Linked DNA regions of Hordeum vulgare: region 1 is linked to region 2. The links are chromatin contacts, called in public Hi-C maps. All regions are on one chromosome and are shown on one strand. The core of a region is the stretch at or near the end of the contact, and the rest is flanking DNA. Distances in the headings are between cores, read along the strand shown.

Evidence for each region. A called contact is a pair of places that touch in the nucleus more often than the background predicts.
Region 1: a Hi-C map of leaf shows a contact between it and region 2, with 3 times the contacts expected there. The contact joins the promoter of LOC123428316 here to the promoter of LOC123428312 in region 2. A contact is called at or near these places in 2 of 6 Hi-C or Micro-C datasets (leaf and seedling) and 1 of 1 datasets of contacts at active chromatin or transcription factors (embryo).

The regions. Positions count from the first base shown.
Region 1 is chr2H:644,939,579-644,946,406 of MorexV3_pseudomolecules_assembly, forward strand. LOC123428316 (tetraspanin-19) reads right to left here and starts at 5,209. Exons shown (of 6, transcript XM_045112512.1): 1 at 4,748-5,209; 2 at 3,695-3,794; 3 at 3,253-3,333; 4 at 3,055-3,159; 5 at 2,324-2,515; 6 at 1,881-2,215. The coding sequence starts at 5,208. The coding sequence ends at 2,201. LOC123428315 (mevalonate kinase) reads left to right here. Exons shown (of 5, transcript XM_045112511.1): 5 at 685-1,066. The coding sequence ends at 794.
Region 2 is chr2H:644,751,510-644,758,322 of MorexV3_pseudomolecules_assembly, forward strand. It overlaps LOC123428312 (CBS domain-containing protein CBSX5-like), which reads right to left and starts at 1,446. Exons shown (of 1, transcript XM_045112509.1): 1 at 305-1,446. The coding sequence starts at 1,281. The coding sequence ends at 574. All of the region lies in intron 1 of LOC123428311 (E3 ubiquitin-protein ligase AIRP2-like), which reads left to right.

The sequences.
Region 1 (6,828 bases), core at 3,959-6,458, 190 kb after region 2:
TAAACCCATCATATTATTTCCTTTCAGTTGATTTCTACATGCCATTTTAACTGCAGGTTCCAGAAATCAAAAAGTGTGCACAATGTAGTCTTTGGCATTAACTGTTAGTGAAGAATGTTAATTTAAAATGATTTGCCAATAAAAGCTACTCCCTCCGTTCCTAAATATAAGTCTTTTTAGAGATTTCGCTAGAGGGCTACATACGAAGCAAAATGAATAAATCTATACTCTAAAGTATGTCTATATACATCCGTATGTAGTCCTTTTAATGAAACCTCTTAAAAGACTTATATTTAGGAACGGAGGGAGTAGATCCTTGTCACTTATCATTTTATATGTGAAGATTCTCTGCATTCCTATTTAGTAATTCAGTCAAAACTTATTAATGTAGCAAGGAGGAACTGGAAAATTGCTTAATGTTTACTGATGTTTTGTACTTGTAAAGATCCTTAAATTTCCCTGTGGTACAACTGTACCCACTTAATGAATAGGTCTGCTAGATGAATGCGGACCAAGAGTTTCACAATAGATGCATGTCATTCTTGTCTGCTCATCTAATCTAGAATGCTTATTATATGTTTGGTACTCTTTTGAGTTTCACAAACATTCTGATATCTATAATCCATTTGTTTGTCTATATCTACCTACTTAGCAGCAATGCTTCCTTGACATAATAAATTCCAGTGTTGTCCAAGTTAGTTTTGGAGAAGGTCACCACTGAGCTAGAATCGCATGGTTTCCGCTGCTTCAAAGTCGAGGTTGGTGGACAAGGGCTTCAGCTTCACCAAGGATAAGACGGTCCTCCTCCTGCTTCAGTGGAGATGTTGTACACTATTTTTAGGTTTTGCTTGACCTATTGAGATCATGGCATTCTTCCTATTTTGTGCCTAGCAGATCACTCACTGTATCATCAATAAGCTGCTTTTCAGTCGGATGATTGTTGTTGTATCAAATCAATAAAAAATGTCACATAGATGGGGTTGGAATATTTGAGATACCAGGTTGCATCTCATTCTCATCTGTTGTATCATTACCAAAGCTGTATACAGTTGAGCCATTGGAGTAACCCCTGCAATTTGCTTGCTTTTCTTATGCTTGATTCTTACATCCTTGCCACCTACTGTTATTGAACATTAGAAATTTTACAAGGCTAGTTGACCACCTTGCTGGGATTTGAGCTGCGGAATTTAGCTTCTGCCGTGGTGAGTGATTAACAATGATTGATTATATTAGAACAACTCCTTGTCAGCCACTCTAGCAGAAGCAATGCTCCAAACTACTTACCAGTCCATTAAATACACATGAACACATGAAAAAACCTATCAGCTTGTACCTTCAACACATGAACACATGAGCAAAGCTCCAAATTACTTACCAGTCCATTAAATCCACATGAACAGTTATGTGGGCTCTGGCTAAAGTGCAGAGTTTGTGCCCAGGTTTTGTAAATGTTTGTGTAGTTTGCATGGTAAAAGTTTAGGAAAATCCTGTCAATCCAATGTGTTCTACAGCATGCAATGCTTGTACATATATTTTGCAATTTGGGTGCAAATGTTCAGCATATGTATATGTATGTGCTATTTATGTATTCGTTTTAATGCATACATGGTTGGTATCTTCAAGACTTCAACTGAATCCATAACTATTTTCCAGCTCTCTTTTTCCTGTGTGATTACTGCCAGTCAAATTTTAGCTTATTCTAGTCTTGCTGGTGATGCAACTAAAAATATTGCCTAACATGGATGCCTACAGAATTACTGGTGAGGTACTAAATAAACTTGTCTGGATAACCTTGCAAAAAACACTTGAATCACGACAGCGATCAGGAGAAATTCTCGCGTTCTGAACAAGCTCGCAGAACCAGAGAATGCACGGCAATGTACCAAACAATCAAGATATCCTTTTCTTGTCTTCCATTCGATCCATCATCTACCTTTGATAGATTTTCCAACATTCTTCCCATACATCAGGGGAGAGTGCTGTAAGATTAGTTACATGCTACTCAAATATTTGCGCATGTCGAAAGGCAATAAAACTAGCCATTCGCTACCACACTGTCGTTGTATCAGATCCTCACTACTACTTCAGAGAAAAAGTATCATCATATCCTCCGGTCGCCCGTAGTAACCCTCAGGGACCAGGACAGCGAAACGCATCCGTGCTCCTTGCAGAGGGTTCACCATGTAAAGTCAGAAGAATCTTATTGTTGGTTAGCCTGAAAAAAAGGAAACAGTCGCAAGGCTTCACTGACGGTGTACAGATTGACAGCAGTGCACCAACGTAAAGAGGGAAGAAATGCTTGTTGATAGATAAATAATCTCACCTTGTCTAAGATCCGCACATGCCACGAATCAATCCTGCGAGGTGAGTTAGGTTGGCCATAGTTTGGACTATTCTGGGCATGGCTCCTTAGGAGAGGCAGCCTTGCGGGCACTGCATCATCGTCACTGTCGTACTCGATTTCACTGTCGGGGCCAAGGGCCCTGAGTACCATTGCAAGAATGATTGACAGCACCTGCGAATAATAAAATGTTCATATTATTATTGTTGTATTACTTACTTGGTTAGTTGCAATTATAATTTTCTCTGAAGTATGATACTATTATTGTTGCAGTCAGCTCAAGTGGAAAGTGCATGTAAAATTATCATACTATCTACAAGTCTGATTTTGGTTATTTGGCAAAGCAACCAGCATTTCCTTTCAGCTAATTTCCACTACATTTTGCCGCCGTACTTGAAAGCAGATAATTACTCGTCCAATTCCACCGAAGCAAAATTGTAATACTCCGACAGTCTAATTCGAGCATACTGAGGAGCTGTTCGGTGATCCTCCAGCTCCCTGAAATCTAAGGATCTGCAGAGCACCCTTTTTCCTGCTCCACGATTTTTACCTGCTGATCTACCAACTCCGGGAGTGGAGTTGCGGAGCCGGAGGGCCTCCGAACAGGCCTTGAAAGACCTCCAACTCATTTACTGATGTACATCTACACAGTTATTTAGTTACAAGCATAGGAAGCAAAAGGTGAAAAAATTGAATTTCAGAGAATTGCTCACCTGAGCAGCCACCACCGAGAGGGCTACCCATTCACATACGTCAAAATTTGATCTCACGAAATGCTTGAATTCATCAAACTTCCCAGATGGGTCATCTGGGAAATCCTGTAGGTTTGGGAATTATCAAACCATCACAAATCAAATAGCAGATATAATAGAAATAACTAGTTATGTACTAGCAACCGAAGTGCTTTTTACCTCCTCCCAGTAGCTATTCAGAAATACATCAGCGGCGATTGCAGCTTCCAGTATGACAAGCAAGAATACAAAGATCATGTGCTACATACATGTCAGGTTAAGGCAAAAAGTCCACATCACCAAGCCACTGTACATCCATCTAAGGTCATAGAGCTCACTCCCAAGAACATAACTGGGGCTTAAGGTTTCACCAAACTATTATTAGGAGCCAACGGTTCCATTTCAAAACTGAACTGCTACAAACATGATGCATCAGTTTTCTCTTTTTTTTTAAACACCAATTATATTTAAAATGGATATATCTAGAAAAGAAAAGGCTTTGGTCTTTATGCGACAACGTGAAAGGCATTGAGGCACGTGATTTATAAACCGGTAGCAGCTATCATGTCAGGCTAGTTAAACACGCTAACGCACTCCGTATGTCAGACGCTTCCAAGGATACACAAGACAGGCAGGGGCTGTTGGCAGTTTCAGCGGCGATGTGACCTGAGCAGGTGAGCAAGCACATGATGATCCCCAGGCTGAGAAGAGTGTAGATAAACCTGCACAACAAGTGAAATTCTTTTATATCAAAACAGACCTTTCATAGTATTTGTATAGTAGCATTACATATACGCAAGCAAGGCACCTGAAAATTCCTTGAATACTGGCGGCATGGATTCCTAATTTATCAGGCCCAACATAAAAAAAGCATGGTATGTAGAATAAGCCATTCGGTGCGTCGACGTCTTAACAGCAAAACGAGAGGAAGATGCCGGTCACTACAGACGTGTCTAAGTTGGCGAAAGAGATTGTTGAGCACAAATCGCTGTTGTTTCTTTATCCCCCATGAGTGCTCCAGCATAGCCCACCAATCAACCGCACCGCGCAAACAAATACATACATCCATCCTTTTCGTTTGGGCCATCCGTTGGCCGTTGCATCGCAGTCGTATGACGACACATCGCAGCCGCCACCTAAATTTGTAGAGCGCAATTCCACCGTAACCACCGAATGGCACTTGTATCTAGTTGCTTTTTTGTTTCCTGTGCGTCGTCACTGCACACAAATTCAGTGGAATAGTGGCTGCTGCTGCTGCGTGTCCCGCCCGTCAGCAGTCGGGGGGAAAAGGGGGACGCTTTTGGGTTTGGGTATGGTTCGGTTCCTACGCCACTTCCCGATCCTTCTTGCTTTGCTAGTATCTCGTTCGTTCCAGCACGGAGCTGATCCTGATCCTCCGTCGCTGCTACATCCGATGAAACAGTGCGCTGGCAGGATGCGCGCATTTCACCGGGGATTTGATCGGAGGTAGGTGCAGCGGGTATCTGGGCGACGGATTTCGCCGCGAATTCGGTCGGAGGAATCGGGAGCGGCAGCGGAAATGGGGGGAATAAAGCAGCAAATCATCCAGCAGGAAGCAGCGACTAGGCGAAAGCAGAGATTGCGACGCGAGTCGCGGCGCTACGCGAGATCCGTGGAGTTGAGGGAGGAGGAGGAGGAAGGGGGTGGTACGAACCAGGGGGCGGGGAGGTGGCCGGCGGCCTGCTGGGACCAGGCGCGGAGCACCCAGAGCGCGTAGAGGATGACGGCCATCCCGGCGAGCCCCACGACGGAGTTGGCCGCCTTGAGCGCCGTCTGCACGCAGCTCCGCACCGCCGCGCGCCCCGCCATGCCCTCCGTCTCGTCGCCGCCGGCCAACCAGCTCTCCGCCCGGCAGGCCGCTCCCCAAGCTCGAGCCTTTTTCTGCCTCTGGGGGAGCAGCAGTGGGAGACCGCAGGGAGGAACGGGGCGGGGCGGGGCGGGGCTGCGGGAGAGAGACCGCAGGTGGAGTTTGACGGACGACGGTGGCGTGGGGTTTCGGGGAAGCGGGTGAGGAGAAAGAAAAGACTTGTGAAGACCGGAGCGGGGAGAGGGGAGGGGAGGGAGTGGGGTGGGGGTGGTGGGGGGTGGGGTTGAGCGGCGGAGGCGGATGGACATGGACTGGACGTGACGACTCGCCGGGAAACGGGAAATGGATATGCGATTTGGAAATTTTCAGACAGCGATGGTTGCTCTTTTTTTGTTTTTGTCTCTTTTTATTTTTTGCGGCTAGGTTATTATTAATAATGATGTGGAGGGGTTGGTCTGTACACGATAAATCCATATTTACTCGCATATACTCCTTCCGTTCCTAAATATAAGACATTTTAAAGATTTCACTATGGACTGCATATGGATGTATATAGACATATTTTAGAATATAGATTCACTCATTTTGCTCCGTATGTAGTCCATAGTGAATTCTCTAAAAGGTCTTATATTTAAGAACGGAGGAAGTACCTCGTATTTATTTTTACATACAGTACATGGCTTCGCGGTCGCCTCTTGTCTATGTCCGTCGACAGAAAACAACCCCCTCCCCTCCCCACGCGCGTATGAGATTGTGGTTTCTCTCTGCGCATTTCGAATGCATGTCTTTAAGATTTACGTCTGGGCATTTCGGATGCTTGTCTTTAAGATTTACGTGTAACACCATCACATTCACCGACCATGGCTAACATTTAGGAGCGGTCAGTTTTTGTGACATCTGAAATCAAAGATCATCGTTCGATGGGTGTGTGGTGGAAAATTGTTGCATGTATTCATGTGTTGAAAGCGTGTACTCGATATCTCTACATTTAATCATGTACTTCCTCTGTCCTAAAATAACTGTCTCAACTTTATACTAGCTCTAGTACAAAATTGTACTAAGCTCAAGACACTTATTTTGGAACGGAGGGAGTACTATACATCTGTGATCACCTGTTTTATGATTCGAAAGATCCACTCTTTTAAGTCTGTTGTGGAGATTCTGACCGCCCTGTCCTCTTGATTAATGCACACCACTCGTCAGATTCTTATAATTATATACACTTGACAACCTTATTGTTTGATTTTTGTGGTACAACCAACCAAGGCTTTCTAATGCGTATGTTAATTGGAAGACGGTGCTTTCCTTGACTACGAGGCTTCCTATATTAACTTTGTTATTTTTAATATTTATTGGCTCAGTCTCTTGAAGATACTTATAGAAGTAGAATTTGTGTGTGTGCATTCTTAGAAGTGTGATTATAAGTGTGCGATTGTATTCTAAAACAGAAATCACTATTCATTGGAGAAATATCGCTCCTATTTTCACATGCTTGTTGTATGCTACATGATTTGACAATGTGTGCATATTAATTAGCAAGACAAATAAAATAGGTGTCTCAAGGGCATGTCTAGATGTCCTCTAATTCATGCACATCTAAGTGACTAAAACCCACATAAAAAATATTAAGAAATACCCGCACGAATCTTTGTGTAAAATCAGGGACATGTAATTTAAATGTGCAATATTTAAAACACATTTAGATGTACTTTATCGAAATCAAAATAAAATCTTTAAAATGATGTGGTACTACGTTTACCTTGCCAGTGAAATGCAGACCAGACGTGTGCCTGCCCTCTGAAATAATCTACTACTAGTGCCTCGTTAAATTTCAGCCTATAATTTTTTGTGGAAGACGGGACACGACTTCCTTTGAAGGGTGGCATTAATTCATTGACACTACTCGTATTAGTAGTTGTGAAGATCAA
Region 2 (6,813 bases), core at 196-2,695:
GGTCACCGGGCCGGCTGTCCATGCTCGGGTTTAGTTGTCATATGTGTTTACTTAGTTAACACGTATGCATAACTACAGTTACATCTAGCAACGTACGCCCATCGTGTGGGCGAAGATCTGTTCATGCATACACGCGTGGACTAGATGTTGACTGTATAGGTGAAAGCTGATTCGTCCACACGGTGCAACGCGCTACGGGTCGTGCGGGCGAACCATACGCACGATGTTGCCTGCATGACACACAAATTTTATAAAACGTTATCAAGATTCGGACAAAATAAAATCAACAAAGTTCGGTGCCGGGCGAAATGCAAACATTCAGACGTGTGGATGTTATCGTTTGGGAAACGTTAAGACTTGCCACTTGACAGCCATCTAGCAGGGCTCAAAAGGATTGGACAGTAGTCACGAGTAGCTAGAAAATCACCTCACTTGGCTTTGCTTTGCTTTGGTTTGGTTCAGTTAAGTTTCATTCACGGTGTTTTCATCGGAGACTTCACGCAAAATGTGATTTTCATCAGCGCTTAGATAAAGACAGTTGGTGAAATTCTTGCATTCCGAGAGGAGCCGAGATTAGTCCGCCATACTGTGCGCGCGTAGCAGGTGGCGGCGGAGCACCCGGAGCACGTCCAGGAAACTGACGACACCCACCAGCTCCTCCTCCTTCGGCTCGTCGTCCAGCACCCACACCTGCATCACGCGGTGCGCGACCGCCTGCGCCATCACCGCCACCAGCGAGCTCCGCCGCCGGCACGCGATCGGCTCCCTCCCCTTGGTCCACCGTGCCGAGTATGATGAACCATGCTCACCGCCTTGGCTCCTGCATGCCGGCGTGCCGTTCCTCTCCTCGTCCTCGTCCTCGGACGAAGAGCAGGATGCTGAGGAGGAGGATGGCGAGGAAGAGGAAGGGGACATCGGATGGAGGAGGTTACGGAGGCGGAGGGCGGCTGAGTGCGGGGTTCGGCTAGTGTGGACAAAGGACACCAGGAAGCCGGTCGAGAGCGCGGCGACGGATGCATCGAGTGAGCAGAGCGTCGACGGTGAGATCTCGCCGACTAGGCAGCGGCATGACACCAAGGCGACGGAGGCGTGCGTTGCCAGGGCGGTGCGCAGGAGCGGCATGATGGCGGAGAGTGCGTCGTCACCAGGCGCGACGGCGAGCGCGCTGCGGGCCGGGCGCACGGCGCCGAGGTCGGAGACGGAGCGCAAGGCGATCTGGGAGAAGAGCGCGACGGAGCCGAGGAAGAAGCGCACCACGTCCTCCACCGTGACCCAGCACATCGACTCTGGTTCTAGGTGCGCCGTTTCTGGGCGCCGGCGGTTGTCGCTGATCGGCACCACGAGGCTCTGCGCGCCGCCCAGCAGTGCGTCCACCGCTTCCAGCACGCTGTTCACAAGCCAACAAAGCTAGTCTCAGTAAGAGCTGGACGAGCGTGCATCGGTGCATGCACGTGGCGGACCAAGGGAGAGACGCGTGCGCGCCACCAACCTCGCATCGGGCTCCACGCGGCGGACCGGCGGCACGCCGCCGGCTGCCAGGAGGTCAGCGAGCGTGGCCTCGCTGCGGCTGCCGTCGTCGACGCAGAGGAAGAGGAGCACGTCGGCCATGCGGACCCTGCCCGCCACGGCCGCCCCCGCCCGGCCTTCCCACACGGCGACGGCAGCGTCCGGCCCTCCGCTTGCCTCGAGCTCGGCGACGGCGCGGGCGAGGGTGGACGACGGGGGCAGCCACCTCAGCGGCGGCTTGCCGATGCAGAGGTCGGACACATCACGCGCCAGCAGAGACCACGCCGCCATATACGCACGCACGCACGCACGCACCGACGGCGCCGAGTGATCTCCGGAGCCGGAGGCAAAATGTTGAGCGAGCTGACGCGCAGATATATGCACGCAAACAATATCCATCATGCGTACGCAGCGTGTGTGATCGATGTTGGATGGTGCTCCTTCACTTTCTCCCGTGAAACCTGGTCAGCTTTCTTTTCGCGGGGAGGAAACTGGTCAGTTTAAAGTGTACTCCAGTCCACTAAGCATTACTTTAATTTCTAACGGGCAAGAAACAGTTAAAAGGTGCTCCTCTAAGCAAGCACTTGGCTCTGAATTAACCTTCAGGCTGCAGGCTGCTCGTAATAAAAGTATCAGTATAGTGTATATGATATTAGTATATAATATTATGTATGATATTATTTCTGTAATATTGATTTTTGTTAATTAACTGGATATTTTTTGTTTAATTATTCGATAAGGTAATTTTCACCTTCTCTTAAAAAATATTATTTTTATAATATTGTATCATAGGTTAATATAATACAATACACTATCTATTATGATATCACTTTCTCTTTTTTCTTGTTAATTAATGTATATGACATAAAATAATATAATAACATTTAATATGATATACCGTATCATAATACTCCCATGAAGCCAATTTAGTTTACGCCTAAGTTTTAAAAAAAAATCTACAATAGTCTCCCCTTCGGAAGACCTAATAAATCCAGAAAAATGCAAGCACCAACGTCAATTCTAGGACTTGAACTCTAATGGGCAGGGGATATCACAGTCCTCCTAACCATCCAACCACGGATTAGTTTGCATGTAATTAATTATATGGAAGGGATGCCTTTCAGAAGGTGTCTGTTGGGAAAAGGTATTTCTTAAACACACCCCTTAATCTTGTATATAAGTGGATCTATCACATAAAAATGGATCTAAGTGAATTTTTTGCTTTTGCTTTACAACATGTAGCACGTGTCTCACTGTCTCTCCGCTGAGAGAGAAAGAACCCCTCCAAGCGGCAGTTACGAACGCTCCCAACAGAGATCAACTTGGCCGTGAAGAAAAGAAAGAAGGGGCCTCTCCACGGCAGTTCCGTTGAACACCCGCGGCGAAGCCTTCCAGCGCCAAGGCGAGACGCTGCCCTCGGCTGATTTCCATGCAGATTGATAGCATGCGCCGCCGGCGGAAGATGTCAACACCAGTACACCACCACAATCTACAAATATGCTGAATGAAAATCCATCAGCATGGAGCAATGGATCGATCGTCATCTGGTTTGCATATACACTCATTTAATTGATTGATTGGCTATGAGCCGTACGTGCTTGAAGATGAACTGACCCTTCCTTTTTTTTTGAAACAGAGGCATAAGATTTGCCTCATTCTTTAAATAAGAGGAGAATATAGTTTGAGTTTTACAGAACCTCCTGCCCAGCGGCATGACAATTACTCCCAAAATATTACAGACCCGTTTCCGTTTCTTGCCCGTTGGAAACGGTTAGAGGTGCTCCGTATAATGCCGATCTCTAAAATGCGTTTACAGAAAAACGATTTTACGGGTCGGCGCTGGTGACGACCGAGCACACCCCGTAAACTGGATCCGTAAAAAAAATATTTTTATCTTTTTACAAGTCCGGTTCGCGGGGTCTGCTCGGCCGCCTTCTGCTGCCGATCCGTAAATCAGTAATTTGCATTTCAGTTTCGGGCATAAAACACATTTCTTTGTTTCTTTATTTTTTTTAAAGTCATTGGATACATAATAATCTTAAATCTTTGCTAGAATAGCAAGACCAGAGAAAACAAGAATCAAAATTCAGTATTTTAGAAAATATCCAACTTTCATAACTGTTCCCACTAGTTGGATCAATATCTACTTCATGCATTCATTGTTGATCTGCGGATTCTTGATCTTGCATTCTTTATCCTTCGGCTTTTATTCTAAAGAATTAGACGTTGCTTTCCTTCTAGTTTTTTTTCTAATTGCACATGCAATCATATCATTAGCATCAATTCTACTAATGAGTGCACGAATATCTATTAAGTTTCTTGCTGTCAAGAAATGCGATGTATTCTTTTTCCCAAAACAATACACACATGACCATCTCAATAAGCTATCGAAATTGAACCGAATAGGTTGACAAAGCCGAACGAAAACAAGGACATGCCCGTCGTTGTAGTTGAAGAATACCCATCCCGGGTGTTAAGGCGTGCTAGATGTTAGCCGCAACACTGTCTGTGTCTAGTCATCGCACGGTACTAGCGGCATAGGGGAGCCGGCGAGCCGCTGCGCGAGCGCCAAGCCCGGGCGACGACCGGTCGAGTACTTGCTGGCAAACCGACGACGGCGGCTAGAGGACGAACTAGTACCTGCATGCGGCGCTGGGGTTTTGCCTGGGCTGTGCGGGGTGCTTCCCGACCAATCCATGGCTTGGTGCAGCCGTCGGTGGCCGAAAATATCAAATCCGACGGTCGCGAAAAACAGTCGTCGATCTACAATTTTTCGGTCGACCGAGGCAGGAGGAAATGGTGGAGGTCAATCTCGGGCGTGTGGCGGCCCGCCGGCGTGATCCCGATGGTTGGTATGGCTGGAATCGTAGGCGATGGCCTGACGAGGTGGGTGAGGAAAAGTGCGGGCTGAAATCCTCCCTCCCCCTCCCAACCGCTCCCCCTATATATAGGGCACCGACGGGACGAGGGGGAGAACCTGCATTTTCGCGGATTGATGTGAGAATTTTGCCGCGCCTAGCAAAAGTATTTACGGGTCCGATGCGTTTGCGGGATTTGATCGGATAGTTTTTCTTTACATGGACCTATATTTTAACGGTTATTTTGCGGGTCGGAGTATTATACGAGATCTACTAGACATGCTGTAAGCAAACACTTGGCTCTGAATTAACCTTTATAATAGGCCAAATGACGACGACCAAGATCTGAATATGCGGCGGTGACAGATTATTTTTACGACTACCAATCTCTACTTCTCTACTGTAATAGCCGCAGATCCCATGTATGCTACTCCATTTTTATGCATCATCATGTCATCATGCCACCATTGAATTGCATGACATCAACTTATTTAGGAGCAATTTTTATTGCTCGATGCACCGATGAGAACTTACTTGAAGGATCTTACTCAATCCATAGATAGGTATTGTGGAGTCTCATGGCAAGAAACTAGGTTTCAAGGTTATGGATGCCCCTACTTAGTGCGGAATTTTTGGGCTAGCAAAGGATCTAAAGTAAGCATCACATTTTGAAGGATCCAAGACCATATAACTTCTATGTGAATATAGACTACCATGATCGTTACGTTATCTTCCATTTCCAACATCAAAACTTGATCGTTATATAATATCCGATGAAGGCTCACAATCATAAAAGACGTCCAAGATAGTGTTTTTATATGTGAGTCTCCTCTCCTCGATCATAATCTAGCTTAAATTGCAACAATGACTAATACTATGTTTGTTTACTATCAACAACTTTTACCACATATGCCCTTTTTGTGTGAAGTCATTACTTCTCATAAGACGAGCATATGATCTTTATCTTTCTTTTTATTGACATGCTAAGATGATGGGTGCCCACAGGTAAACCAAAAAAACTCAACTAATTTTTATTATATAACTCGCATACTCGATTACAAGGATAGACGGAACTCAAAGCAAAAATTCTAAGCAAAGCAAATTTGACATTTATTTCTCCAAATCACGAAACAACTAAGGATCGAACTAAGATAGATAGTAATGATGGAAGTGATGATGATACGATATCGGGGCACTTCCCCCAAAGCATGGGACAAGCCAAGGGTGGTGCCCATACCAATGTACTCAAGCATCCTTCTCACGTGATGGTGGTGGTGTAGTAGGGACATTCTTCTTCTTAAGCTTACTCGGAGGATAAAATTCTCCTCCCTCAAGTCATCGTTTTCTTGCTCAAGCTTCAATATCTTTTTATATAATCCCATCTTGCTTCCCTACAGAAAATGTGATGGGATAAACTGATCCTTAGATTTATTTACCCGTTTGGAGACTTGACTTCTTGAATTTCACATGCATATCTTCAGGCTGGGGTAGTAGAACTTTATCCCCATCTGAGTTGGCCTCCTTTGTTTCCTCCAAATCATTGTCCTCTTCCTCGTTTGTGGACCAAAGGTAGGGATAGATATCCTCAAAGATCTTTGGGTCCAAAATATAGTAGGAAACATATACCTCTCTCCATCTGAATCTTGAGATGACATATTCTCAGGCATGCTAGAAAAACAGCTCGAAACAAGAATAGAGGAAAATCTCGCGATGCGATGGTCAAAACACACGGGAGTATATATAATGAATTTTTCCAGGTAAGAATACGTGATCATGAAGAATTCAGAGTCCGGGAGGCGCACGAGGGCCCCACAAGCCATTAGGGAGCGGCCAGGGGGTCGCCCTATTGGTTTGTGCCTCCCTCGTGGGTCCCCTCGACTCTGTTTTATTTTTATATTTTTTCCAAAATTCCAAAACGAGTAAAAAAAATATTTTTTTGGAATTTTTGGAGTCGGTTTACTTACCGTACCATGTACCTACCCTTTTTTCAAGTTTTGGAGTGTTCCGTAAGACTTCATTTATGTGCTCCTCCGGTGTTATGACTTGGATGACATTAGTTTTCTCATTAATGGGTGTGCGTGAAATATAATGCTTGATTCTTTGCCCATTCGCCACCCTCAGGTTTTTACCTTTGAATTTATTATTTTTTATACCACCAGAGCGATAAACCTCCTCGACAACATAAGGTTCTTCTCATTTGGATAGGAATTTCCCTGCAAAAAATCTAAAACGAGAATTGTACAAAAGAACTCAGTCTCCTACATTGAATTCTCGTTTTAGAATTCTCTTGTCATGCCATCTTTTAACATTTTCTTTAAATAACTTAGCATTTTCATAAGCTTGTGTCCTCCATTCATCCAGTGAGCTAATATCAGATAACCTCTTTTCACTGGCAAGTTTAAAATCATAATTAAGTTCTTTAATTGCCCAATATGCCTTATGTTCTAAC